3 separate regions of the Mus musculus genome follow, and all the other regions are linked to region 3. A link is a contact called in public promoter capture Hi-C data. All regions are on one chromosome and are shown on one strand. Each heading gives the region's core, a stretch centred on a gene start, on an enhancer-like site or on the middle of the called end of the contact. The rest is flanking DNA. Distances are from core to core; before and after follow the strand shown.

Region 1 (4,390 bases), core at 1,627-4,126, 2.9 Mb before region 3:
GGTTCTATAAGAAAGCAAGCAGAGCAAGCCAGAAAAAGCAAGCCAGTAAGGAACATACCTCCATGGCCTCTGCATCAGCTCCTGCTTCCTGACCTGCTTGAGTTCCGGTCCTGACTTCCTTTGGTGATGAACAGCAATGTGGAAGTGTAAGCTGAATAAACCCTTTCCTCCCCAACTTGCTTCTTGGTCATGATGTTTGTTCAGGAGTAGAAACCCTGACTAAGACACCCACCAAAATAATAATATTGGTAACTTACAAGAGTTAGTACATCAGAGCTTAAGACCACTTCTGATAACCATCTCCTACTTCTGAAAACCATCTCCTATGATCTCCTTTCTTCAGCTTTGCTCCTGCCCTCTATCACTTTAGGAGATAAACACTAAAGAGAAAAATTTACACTATATCAAAAACTCCCATTTGCCCCCCTGCACGAAAGTAGGGGATATTCCGCTTGGTCTTCATGCAGGTCCCCCAACAATTAGAGCAGGGGCTGTCCCTGACTCTGCTGCCTGTCTGTGGATCCTGTTCCCTTAACTGGGCAACCTTGTCTGGCCTCAGTAGGAGAGGATGCTCCTAATCCTGCAGTGACTTGATGTGCCAGGGTAGGAAAATACCCAGGGGAGACCCCCCCCCCCCCCACTTCTCAGAGGAGAAGAGGATGGGCCATATGAGAGAGGGATGGGAGGAGAGGGGGGCTTCCATCAGGATGTGGAGTGAATGGGTAAATACATTAATGAAAACAAAACAAAATTTAAAAAACCCTTTTTCATTTGTAAAAGCACTTTATTTTGGGAACTGTATTCCCACCTATTTTCCCCTTGAGTGGCTTTTTTTATCTTAACCCTGGTGCCTAAGTCCATACTAAAAATATCTTCATTATACCAACTAGCACTAAAATTCCCATCAGTGTTAAAGCCCCAAATCCCAGTTTGGCCCATGAGCCGAGGTCTCCAAAAGTGTAGGAGAACATTTCAGGTGGCTAACAATGCACAGCTTTGCCTCAGATCCCTCACTGACAACATTTTTTTTTTTTGGGTGTCAGCCCTACTAAGCACAGCTTGAGTGCACCCTTGTACTGTTTCTTTAAGCCTAGACAACCTCACCAAGATCAATTTGAGATTTTAACTGCTTAACACTATGGGAGGGAAAAAAAATCAAACCAATGTCTAACTTAAAATTGACAATGAGACCTAGAGAGAGAGCTCAGCCATTAAGCACATACTGCTCTTGTAGAGGATCAGGGTTAGGTTCCAGTACCTACATGAGGTGGCTCACACAGCCTATAACTCCACCACCAGGTGATCCAATGCTTTCTTCTGGCTTCTATAGGCATCCACAGGAGCATGCATGCAAGTCCTCTCTCCTCTCTCTCTCTCTCTCTCTCTCTCTCTCTCTCTCTCACACACACAGAGAGAGAAATAAATCTTTTAAAAACCTGACAAGTTATAAAAATAAGTGAAAGATTTTTACACATATACTCTTAAAATCCATCTTTGTATATGATTATGTATGCGTTGTCTCATGTGTATATGCCCACATACAGACATACTCATATGCATAATTAGACTAAATCTTAAAAAAATAACCTCAGTTGGAAATGATTTACCTCCAGCTATTCTCAATAATGCATTCATTCTTGGCCAGTTTTGTTATTTTCTTTCCTGAAATGAAGGGTGGCCCTGCTTCCAGAGCCAATTTCTCAGTGAGCTTACGCTGCACATCACAATTTGCCAATATAATACACATCAAAAGGAGCATTCTTAGAGTCTCTTCATTATTGTCATGTTACTGGGAAAACTGGGATGCCTTCATTGACCTCTTAGTTTCATTAAAAAGAATTTATAAAATTCTTTCTCATCAATTCATTAGTTAGATTAATTTAATTTAATTAAAAATTCATGGGGCTGGAGAAATGGCTTAGTGGTTAAGAGCACTGGCTGCTCTTCCAGAGATTCTGAGTTCAGTTCCCAGCAACCAAAAGGTAGCTCACAACCATCTGTAATGGGATCTGATGCTCTTTTCTGGTGTGTCTGAAGACAGTGGCTGTGTACTCACATAAAATAAATAAATCTTTAAAAAAATTCACAAAAGAACTTAACAATGGACTCAGGGAATTTCTAAGACAATTTTATTAGAGTTTAAGAGAAAAACCCCTGATCTCTGATGGTTTCTAACTGGCCAAGGACCCGAAGAAGGGAATCTGACTTCCCTGGTATGAAGCTGACAAGTTCAAACATGGCGTGGTCTGTAAGGGTGTGAGGCAAAGGCCTGGCCTGGCTTTGGTGTTCTAGGGCAATAGGTTGCCCAGGTCAAGCTGTACTATTTCTGCCAGAGCTGAAAAGCTTCAATTTTCTCTCGGTGATCCTTCACCTAAGGAAGACTTCACTTGGGATGGCATGAGTCTGTGCAGAAACACCGTACTCCTGGACAATCCCTGTCCCTGGTACTTCCTGAATGGGCCATTTGGGCAGTGGTATGGGGGAGGTCCTGCTCTTTGATGGAGGTCTCTATGGAAACCCAGAGCAATCTCAGAAAAGGATGCCTTTAATGTTTGACAGCCCTGTCCCCTTCATAGCTCTCAGTTTACCCTATGTACAATGGGTATCTGGGGCTTCTTTGGGTCCTGCTCTGTTTCCAGGCTGGGGAGTGGGATCAGGCTCCCAGCAGGCTGAATTCACAGTTCTTGTGGTCCTAGACTTTGGGAAACCATCCAAATAGACAGAGAATGTCTCTCTTGTGCCTGTTCGGTCTGAGCGGACGCGTGGCTCTCCGCACCTGCTTCTACTTGGGTACAATCACCCTTTGAGTGCAGAGCTGGGGTCTTCTAGGAGACAGGAGGCTTCTCAGAAGCCCCAGAGCTATTAGTGGTTGAACAGGACAGTGTGCATCACGGAGCTTGTGGCCCAGACTGTGCCTGGCAGACCCAGAGGACCTAAGGCTTGGCTCTAGTGGTGGTCAGCACAGCCCTCGGTGGTCTGCGGAGCCTGATATTGCTTTACGTGAGTGACTGTCTTCTACTTGTCTATCTTGTGTTCCAATCTGTGAGGTCATACTAAGTTCCTACTGAGACTTAATCTTTGTCCAGGTGCTATGCTAAGATGCCTCCTCTTGGTGTTCTGAGCTAGTTTCTTCTGTGTGGCTCTTGGTAGGCTGGTCAGGAGTGGCTGGTGTGGGCTGTGTGTCTGGCTATGTCCTGGCCTGGGGAGCCTGACCATGAGCTGTTTGGCTGGTGGTGGTCTGGCCTAGATGGCAGTGGGCTCTAACTGTTCATGTCCTGCAGGTAAAGCAGACGCTGCTCTTTTTCCCCATCAGCTATATACACTCACTTTCTGGTCTGCCATGGTGCCAATCAGACAGCAGTCTCTGGCAGATTCGGTTCATGCCCCCAACATACCTCTAATAGGTCGTTCTGTGTGGGAGGCTAAGTGGGGAGAAAATATTCTCTGGGACTGCCATCCTCTGGTGGCTCCAGTTCCATGTGGAAGTATTTTCTAGCTGTCACTCGGTCCAGGGACCCACCGATGGGGATGCATGGGGAAGGGGGTAGCTGTATGGACAAGAAGGGGTAAGGTGTTCATAAGCAGGTTTCTGATCGCACAGAGACTGATTGATGCCTACTTGATCCTTGGCTTGTGGGTGAGGTTAGGAAATGGCAGGGTATAGAGTAGGAGGCAGGACAGTAGATGATCATGAGGGGAGGCCTTAGTCCTTCCTTGTTCGCCGCATCCTCCCAGTTCTGGAATTCTGTCCACCAATCCTCTACCTTCTCAGCCTCACACTGACCCTGCTCTGACAGGGAGGAATCCACTTAGGGCTAAGCTAGGGCTTCTCTGCTTTTCTTGGCTTTTCTTTTTCTGCCTTTTGATCGACCCCGTCCCCTGGTAATCTCTCTGGCGCTTATGAGAACTACTTGGGGGTATGTATGCTGCAGGTAAGGGCTGTTCTGCTGTGCATCTCCTGTGTCTGAAGCTATTCGCCATGGAGACTGCTGGAGCTCCCTTCTGCTTCCATGTGGGTAGGTGCCAGGGTTCATCTGCCCCTGCTGTGTGATGTCTGGTCTCACATACCACAGGTGTTGACACTGAATACTTCTCCCTAACTTTTTTTTTGGTCTGATTTTGTCCAGAACTCTTGTTGGGTGAGTTCCATGAAGATGAGTGTCCAGGACACACCAGCTGGCAGGGCATGGTTTCTCTGCCCAGCTCCCCAGCACTAGCTAGCCGAGCAAAGGAGAAGCTTAGAAAGGAGGGAGGGGCCAGATTCATAGACATTTGGGGTACAGTGGTAGTGAGGGGCCTGGGGATGGGTTGTGAGAAATCTGGGCTGAGGCAGATAGAAAGCGCCATTAAGATGATCAGGTGACCCTGTGATCCATCCAATAGCTGAGGT
Region 2 (4,063 bases), core at 20-2,519, 2.8 Mb before region 3:
ATGACACATAATCCTTCCGACTTTGCTCCGTGGGTTTCCTGACAAGGTTTCCCCAAGGGACATCTTTCACCCTAGGGCCTCAGACCATCTACCATGTTCAGGTCTGTTTCCTCCATCCAGTCTTGACAGCAAACCATGGGCTATCTTAAGAGGGTACGTGGAGGGAAAATGTCCCTGGCTTCCCAACCAGCCTTAGCCTGCAACCCAGGAGAGGGCCTGTGGTGGTAAGCACCCAGCACCCAGCTCCCAGTCCCATCCTGTTTTCACGGTAGTGAAGAGGCTGGGGTGAAGGTGACTGGGACGTCATATGAGCAAAGGAACATCATTGCAGGTCAAAGATGTTAAGGCAGCACAAGAGTATAAGCTTGTCTAGGCCACAATTCCATGCGCCGCAGGTGTAGCTCTGACCTAGGAGTTTGTTGACATCCAGGAGAAACAAAGTTCCCTCTGGTCCCAGGACCAGGTTCTCAGTGAAGGTTGGCTCAGTCCAGAGGGTGGGCAGGGGCCAAGGGGTACAGGGTAGTGAGGAGTAAGGAGTACAGGGAGCTGTGTTTTCACTGTGAGGAATTTGAGCAGGATTCCTGGACCTCTCCGTTTCACACACCCCCCACCCCCAGGATGCTATGAGGCCAGGGATATGAACTCGGGAGTCCCCCAGAAATGCTAGCACGGGAAGCTTGTCCATGAGGGTAGACAGCTGATTATACTCTTGGATCTTCAGTCATCTATACAGTGTGTAGGGCAGGCTCCATGTAGGGATGTCCCCAACCATAGAAAAACATAGAGAAAGGCCAAGGATACCAGGGCCTGCCAGAATCCTGAAGCAGTGGCTGAGGTCAGAGCTCTGTTCAGACCTACCATCGCTTCACAGAGAGGGACACAGAAGATCAACTGACGTTAGATAAATGTTCTGTCTGTCTAAAAGCAAGGAGGGGGTGGATTTTGAGCCCCAGGGGGCATTTCACCTGTAAAACCCACCTAAAGCCAATCTGTGTAACCAGGAGCCAATCCGTGTAACCAGGGACACAGGTGTTCCTCCCCTCCAGTAATAGGAACCGAGGGTGAACGTTTCTTCAAGCCCTGCCCCAGCCACCAACCCCAATTGATCCCACATCCCTAGGAGCCACATACCTAGAAGCCACCCTGATTGCCAGCTCAACTGCAGCACAGCCCAAGTGAATGACCAGGGTACCTGCCGGACCCACATGCCCAGAGCCCCTGGCAGTGTCGCCTTCAGTAGCAGTCTCCTCTTCCTCCTCCCCGCTGCTCAGGCAGAGTTGTCTGTAGCGGAAAGGAAACTGTCCCAGGTCATGTTGGAGGGAGGAGACCTGTTCTTGGCTCCCGCCCCCTCTTCCTCCACCTCCACAAGGGTGGGAGAACAGGCAACTAGAGGTGGGGGAGGGGCATGGAAGGGGGAGGGGAGTGGGAGGGAACGATGCCTGGGAGGAGCAGGTAAGGGACTAGTGAGAGATTGGGGAGCAGAGAGGGGGGGTTCTCTCTGACTAGCTGTCCTTGCCTCTTGTCCTGCTATGGGGTCCTCTCCATTTCTAGCCCCTCTTGTGGGTAGGTTTGGTCTTTTCCATTCCTGGTACCCCGATCGAGCCTTAGCTCCCAGGGCTGAGAGAGACTGAAACTAGGGCCAGACTCTTGTCCCTTTGGAGGGTGGGTGTCGAGGCCTGGCTTTGGTACCTATGGCCGCAGCGAGGGCAAGCTGGACCCTCCCCTACCTTGTCTGCCATGCGTGGCCTTGAATGCCCTGAGCTATGCCTTAGTCCTTTACTACTGAGGAGCAAGAGCCCAGCTATCCCACATGCTCCCGTTTGATGGGTCAGAGGAGGCCTCGAAGGGCTATAGTGAACATTTCCTAGGACCCGAGACGATGCCTTTCCTCTCCAGACACCCCTGTAGGTTCAGAAAGACCCTGGGCCTGGTCTTGCTTTCTCTTAAGGCTTTTCTTCCTTTCAAGATGCTGGATCTGCTGCCCGGATCTCACTGTTTTCTCTGCTTCTATAGTTGTCTTAGGTTTGCTAGCTCTGCTGCCCTGCATCTTTCTCTTCCCCTGAGAAAAACCTAACACCAGGCTGGGGTAGACTCAATTTCTAGGTCTTTCCCAGTCAACTTTCCTCAGTCCCTAGGAGGTGGAGGCCCACCTCACCTCCTGCTTGTCTCTCTGGGATTAGGTGGGGTGGGCCGACTTGTGTGCATGCATAGTACCTGGCTGGCTAGTCATTTCTGGGGCATTCTGATGATTTAATCATTCTGCTCTCTGTGTTTCGCCACAGTGAATGGGAAAAAAAGGGAAAACGAAACTGCTAATATTAGCAATGAGATGTGTGGGTCTCACCACCCTAAAATAGGCAGCCCGCCTGGAAACCATCTGGCAACTGCCTCAGCCACCCAGGTTCAGAGGCACTAGCTTGGTGGGGAAGGAAACATTACTTTGAACAGCACAGAAATGGAAAAAGAGTGTGAGGCACAGACTGGCCGCCTCCAGTCTCAGCATGGGGCCTGTGGGCAGAAGCTAGGGGGATCCCCTCCCCACGCCTGGCTGTTACAGAGCCTCCTTTATACCTTTATGTCTTTCTGGCATGCTCAGGGTAGCAAGACCCCTGTCAAGGCTAGGTGATTAGATACTGGCTATGAGCCTATTGTGAATTCTGGACAGATTCCACCCTGCCTTGCTCTGATGTTCTATCTAGAATCTTCCTATGGGACTCAGACTATACAGAGCAGATCATGAGGACTGGAGAGGAGCAGGAGCCCGAGCAGCAGGCTGTCAGCACATCCCTATTGCTTTCCACAACACCTCAGGCCTGCAGGTACTGGAATATCTTTCCGTGGAGAGTGAAAGGACCTCTGCCTATCTTTCTCTTTTCCCCTTCTGCTGTACCTTCTTCTGGTCCTTACTTTCTCCTTTCCTCCCTAGCAGTGTGGTGAGGAGCAAGGCTGTTGCTGGGGTAGCCCTAATTACTTTCCCTATGCCAATAGCCACACACATGCAATCCCCAGCACACATGATAGAGCCCACACAATCTCAAACACATATACTATCCTGCAATAAACACACACAATCCTCAGGGCTCATGCTATCTTCAGATACAGATATGAGATCTCTAACACACTCTATTCCCCAATAGAGTCCTACGTAATGCTATCTCTTAACACACACGCAATCCCCAATACACATGATAGAACCCACACAGCCTCAAATACATATACTATCCCACAACACACATGCAATCTTCAGGGCTCATGCCTTCCTCAAATACATATGCTATCTTCCAATATAAATGCTATGTCCCAATAGACATTCAGTTTCCAACACACATACTACCTCCCACTAGTACACAATTCCCAACAGACATGCTATTCCACTGTGCCAGCTGCCTGCACAGTATGGCAGAGCAGGTGCCTGTTGCTCTGAGGGGCATCATTCCCTGAAGCATTCTCTTGTTACACGTCAGCCTGCTAGTAGTCCCTTTGAGTACTGAGCCAGGGTTGGTGGCATAGATTCACTGTGGCAACTAGGAAGATCCTAGTTGGTGGGGCTCATGGACAGAAGTCCTCAGAAGTCCTCCTGGGGCCATCCTTCCTTCTGGACAGGGCAGAGAAGCATGAGTTTCCAGGATGCTGACATCAAGATTGTGTCACAAAAACAGCATAGTCGGAAAGTTGGGGAGAGGGGATACCCACACCCTGGAGGTAATGGCAAGTTTCCATCTAGGTGGGACAGGCACAGAACGTTCAGGAAACCAAAGGATCATTTTGAAACAACTCCAAGGGAAACAGAAGGTAGAGAGGTGGCCAGAATCTAAACCCCAAACCCATGGTGGCCTACTGGGTAGAGTGAAACGTCATGGGGGCACAGGGCCCTGCAGCCCAGGTAACAAGCAGATTCACAGGTGGTTCTGAGGTTGAAACAGGAAATGGTTAATAGTGTTTGCAAATAAAAACTCTCTGTTCTGCCCTGCTTTGAAACATTTCCCAGAAGCTAAAGGAGGAACACTAATTTATCTGCCCAGTTTAAGATCCAAATGACATCAATCTCTCTCTCCTCGCCCCT
Region 3 (3,926 bases), core at 1,216-3,715:
AACTTATGGCTATTTGTCTAATTTCACTTTTCTCTAATTTACCAACATAAGCCAGACTGGTAAAGTCCCATGAAACCAGTGTGCTAGAGAGATCTTAAGTTCATTCAGGACACTCCTCTCCACAAAACTCTCTGGAAAGAGCAAATACTAGAATCACACAAATGGGCATGACTGCCAGGTTCAATTACCTCCATAGTCTCAGCCATATTTATCTGTAACTTCAACTCACCCTGAATTAAGTTCAAGAAGAGGAAGCTGAGCCCTCAAGCCTTTTCTTCTAACACTTTCACAAATGCTAAAGCCTCCTTCACGCACTTTGAGATATGGTTCTTTGAAGTCCCTTGACTCACCTAGAATCAACAATCTTACTGGCTTGGGTACTCAGGTGCTGGGAATATAGGTTGGTTCACCAGGACCATTTTAGATGGATGATTTCAAAGAGCCAGGATTAAAAATAAACAAAAACGTGGGCATCGTTTTGACCACCAATGTTCTACATCATATTCAAAGTAAAATATGGAAGAAAAGGCTATGTACAGTCCACCTGCCTCTACTAAGAGAAATGAAGGACTAGCAGGTAAAGAAGGCTGAGTGAGTGTCCAGTGGTGACTGATATCAAGATGTCCTAAGTTAAATCCATAGGAACAGAAATGTGAAGATAAGTGAAAATCCAAAAGCAATGAAAAGTTTTCGCTGATTATGCTTATGAGTTACTATGTATTATGTTCATCATTCACTGGGGTGAACATAAACATTTCATAATATCAACAGTCTGTACTTTTGCTTTATCAAGACTGTGACTGAGCCAGGCGTGGTGGCGCATGCCTTTAATCCCAGCACTTGGGAGGCAGAGGCAGGCAAATTTCTGAGTTTGAGGCCAGCCTGGTCTACAGAGTAAGTTCCAGGACAGCCAGGGCTACACAGAGAAACCTGTCTCAAAAACAAACAAACAAACAAACAAACAAAAACAAAACAAACAAAACAAAACAAAACAAAAACAAAAACAAAAAACAAAAAAAGACTGTGACTGAAAATATACTTTAACAAAATTGATATCATACCTTTCAAGGTCCTAAAATCGTGTTTGTCTGTGGCTCCTTTTAGAGACTATAAACCAGTGAGCAATTTGAAGATTGTAAAATGAAATGTGCAAAGCACCTAAAAACGACTTTCACAAAGACATAGTTACCTGATAACATGAAACATTTCTCACCCAAACGCCAAAGGTCAACCTTCCAATATACCTACTATAACTCTAATTAAAAATTAGTCACACTAGGCCTGATGATGCATGCCTTTAATCCCAGGATGTGGGGTCTCTGTGAGTTAGAGGCCAGTCCGGCCTACAAAATGAGTTCCAGGATATCCAGACTACACAGAAAAAAACTTTTACAAATAAGTAAATAAATAAAGTGAAAATGAAATAAAAATAAATAATAAATAGTCACAGATATCACTACTTTTACAGTAGACCTTCATTTTGCAAATATCTATAAGAAGATACACAATACACATCCAGCTACTGAAACCTCAATTTGGGCATAAACTAATATATTGGGGTATTTTCTTCTCAGGTTATTTTTCTTAAACTAGAGTAAATGATGCTTTAAACTGAAGTAGACACAATTTTCCCTCTGAGAGTACCAATTCTTTTCAATAATAGTTTAAAACAATAGTTTATGTTGAATATAAAATCTCTTGGAGTAACAGACATCGCAGAATAAAATCTAAGGTAAAACACAAGGTATATTTTATTTTTTAATTCTATACAGCTCTAGCAACTATCCTCTACTATCATTACTTTGGGATTAACTACAACCAAGATCAACTAGAATGAAACCATGTTGCAATAAGGAAAGGAATTCAACTACAGCAAAAACCTTCAGGAAAAGGAGCTGAACCCTACTTAGGGTCAACAAATATTTACCTAGCACCCAGAGGGTGAAGAAAGAAAAGAAGAAGAGGAACTGGGTGTCTTGAAGTAGGGGAAACAGAAATAAAATAAGAACAGGAGATGAGAGACTTCAATTTAGTTTTCTATTAATTTAGCAGAGAAACATTTCCAGTAACCCTCCACTGACTCTTGGGTTTCATTCCTTTCAACCTATCCTTGACTATTACAAAAAGTTTGGGATTATACCAAAAATGTCTGCATACCAAATTCAACTTAAATTTCATCAGGTCCTTCAAACTGTTCCACTTTTAGCCCATCCCTCCTCAGATAGTCTTCTTAGAAGAACTTCCCCTTCATTCTATCCCTTGAGTTGAAAGCAAACCCAGCAACTTCAACTTCTTCCTTTCTGCTTCCTTTTCAAAAAACACCTCCCTCGCTCCCTCCACCACACTCAAGGAACCTCCGTTTAGATTGTAAACTCCAGGGGGGATAAATCTTGGCTTAATCTGCTAGTCCCAAGGGAGTTTAAAAGGGCTCCTAGAACAAACAGACACTCGATAACTCCTGAGACTGAAGAGCTGATTAAGGTTCACCCTGCACAGCTGGAAGCCTTCTCTCATTTACTCACAGGACTGCGCTTGTCCCCACATTCTCAAATATCGAGAAAATAAGATTACCTACATCTAATCTACGCTACATAATGTAAGTACTTCTATCCTCGTTCCTCCTTTTGGAAAATCAGTCCACTCCTATTTGCAAAGCCTTTAATCCTCCCTCTGTAAAAACAAACAAATAAACAAATCCCTTCCCTAGATCTCAGTTAGATAGTAGGGTTTTAAAACACAGACTATGACTTATCGTTTTCCCAAAGGAGGATTCTCAGAACCTTCCCTAGAGGAATCCACTCTGCTAAAATGAGGCAGAACACAAAATTAGTAAAAATGCTAAGGGGGAGGGGGGAGGTGTGTTAAAATATGGACCACTCAGAATGTGGCGAACACCCGCAGGCAAGAGCGAACACCCGCAGGCAAGAGCGTCTTCAAGTTCCAAACCCAGGCATGGGGAAGTGGGGGTGGGGGGTTACCTAGAGCAGAGTCAAAGACCCGAACAGTTGGTGGGTTCCCCTGCACCTGCCTCTTTCTCTCCCCAAGCTTGACCCCACCCAACCATCAGCTCAGCCAAAGACCCCCAGAAGCTGGCGCTGGACTTTACCTTGCGTTAGGGCTAAGAGACAGTAGTGAAGCAAAAAGCCTTGGGGGGTGTTGCAGCGCTGGAGACACTGGGGGTGAAAGCCCCTCCACCCGCAAGGTCCCTCCTCAAGCTCGCTTAGCTGTGACCCCGGCGGCTCATCAGAAGCTGGGGGATTCGAAGAAGGCGGGGATGGCTCAGTTGACTTCTGAGGCTCCTCAGATTCCCGAGGCTGCGAACCCCCATTCTGATTCCTGGAGGCCACAGCAGAGACCTCCACCTGGGAGGGCGAAGCAGACGCACGGCGTGGGGTGCCTGGGCTGGAAGGGACGAAAGCCGGGTTCTCTATTCCTTTGGAGCCCTGCATGGTCAAGAAAGGTTCTCTAGACTCCTGTGTGAGTACGATCGGCAAAGGCTGGTTTCTTTTCTGGCTCCGCCCCTGGGCAGGTGACAGCGCCCTAAGGCCGGACTAGTCTCCGCCTCCCGGCCCTCCCCATCTGTCACTGCACGGTCACCGCAGCTACCCGGACACTCCCGGACCTCCGGGACCTAGGCACCTCGAGGTGTCAGCGCTGCTCTGCTCTACACCGGTCGCCCCAAGCGACAACCACAATGCTCTGTGTGGGAGTGAGACCCGGCCTCCGCCAGGTGAGAGAACAGGGCGACACTATCTCGTATGCGAGGGCGCCACTTTCAGGGATCTCAGCACAGCGGTTTTTTGTTTTTTGTTTTTCATTCTGAGCCCAGGGACCAGGAAGTGGCAGAGACTGTGGGAGTCAGTGGGCCAGCGTTCCCCCTGGGTAGGCGTATGAAAACTGCAAACACCGTTGCATCAGGAGACCTT

The links. Promoter capture Hi-C pulls out the DNA fragments that hold promoters and counts their contacts.
Region 1: a promoter capture Hi-C map of hippocampal neurons shows a contact between it and region 3, with 17 times the contacts expected there. The contact joins the promoter of Neu4 here to the promoter of Panct2 in region 3. A contact is called at or near these places in 2 of 39 promoter capture datasets (hippocampal neurons and pre-B cells).
Region 2: a promoter capture Hi-C map of hippocampal neurons shows a contact between it and region 3, with 25 times the contacts expected there. The contact joins the promoter of Pdcd1 here to the promoter of Panct2 in region 3. A contact is called at or near these places in 3 of 39 promoter capture datasets (cranial neural crest, hippocampal neurons and pre-B cells).

What each region holds. Positions count from the first base shown.
Region 1 is chr1:94,017,617-94,022,006 of GRCm38.p6, forward strand. It overlaps Neu4 (sialidase 4), which reads left to right and starts at 2,877. Exons shown (of 4, transcript NM_173772.3): 1 at 2,877-3,000.
Region 2 is chr1:94,051,284-94,055,346 of GRCm38.p6, forward strand. It overlaps Pdcd1 (programmed cell death 1), which reads right to left and starts at 1,270. Exons shown (of 5, transcript NM_008798.2): 1 at 1,132-1,270. The coding sequence starts at 1,207.
Region 3 is chr1:96,868,661-96,872,586 of GRCm38.p6, forward strand. It overlaps Panct2 (pluripotency-associated noncoding transcript 2), which reads left to right and starts at 2,466. Exons shown (of 4, transcript NR_131964.1): 1 at 2,466-2,596; 2 at 3,530-3,730; 3 at 3,825-3,926. It overlaps Slco4c1 (solute carrier organic anion transporter family, member 4C1), which reads right to left and starts at 3,511. Exons shown (of 13, transcript NM_172658.3): 1 at 3,107-3,511. The coding sequence starts at 3,449.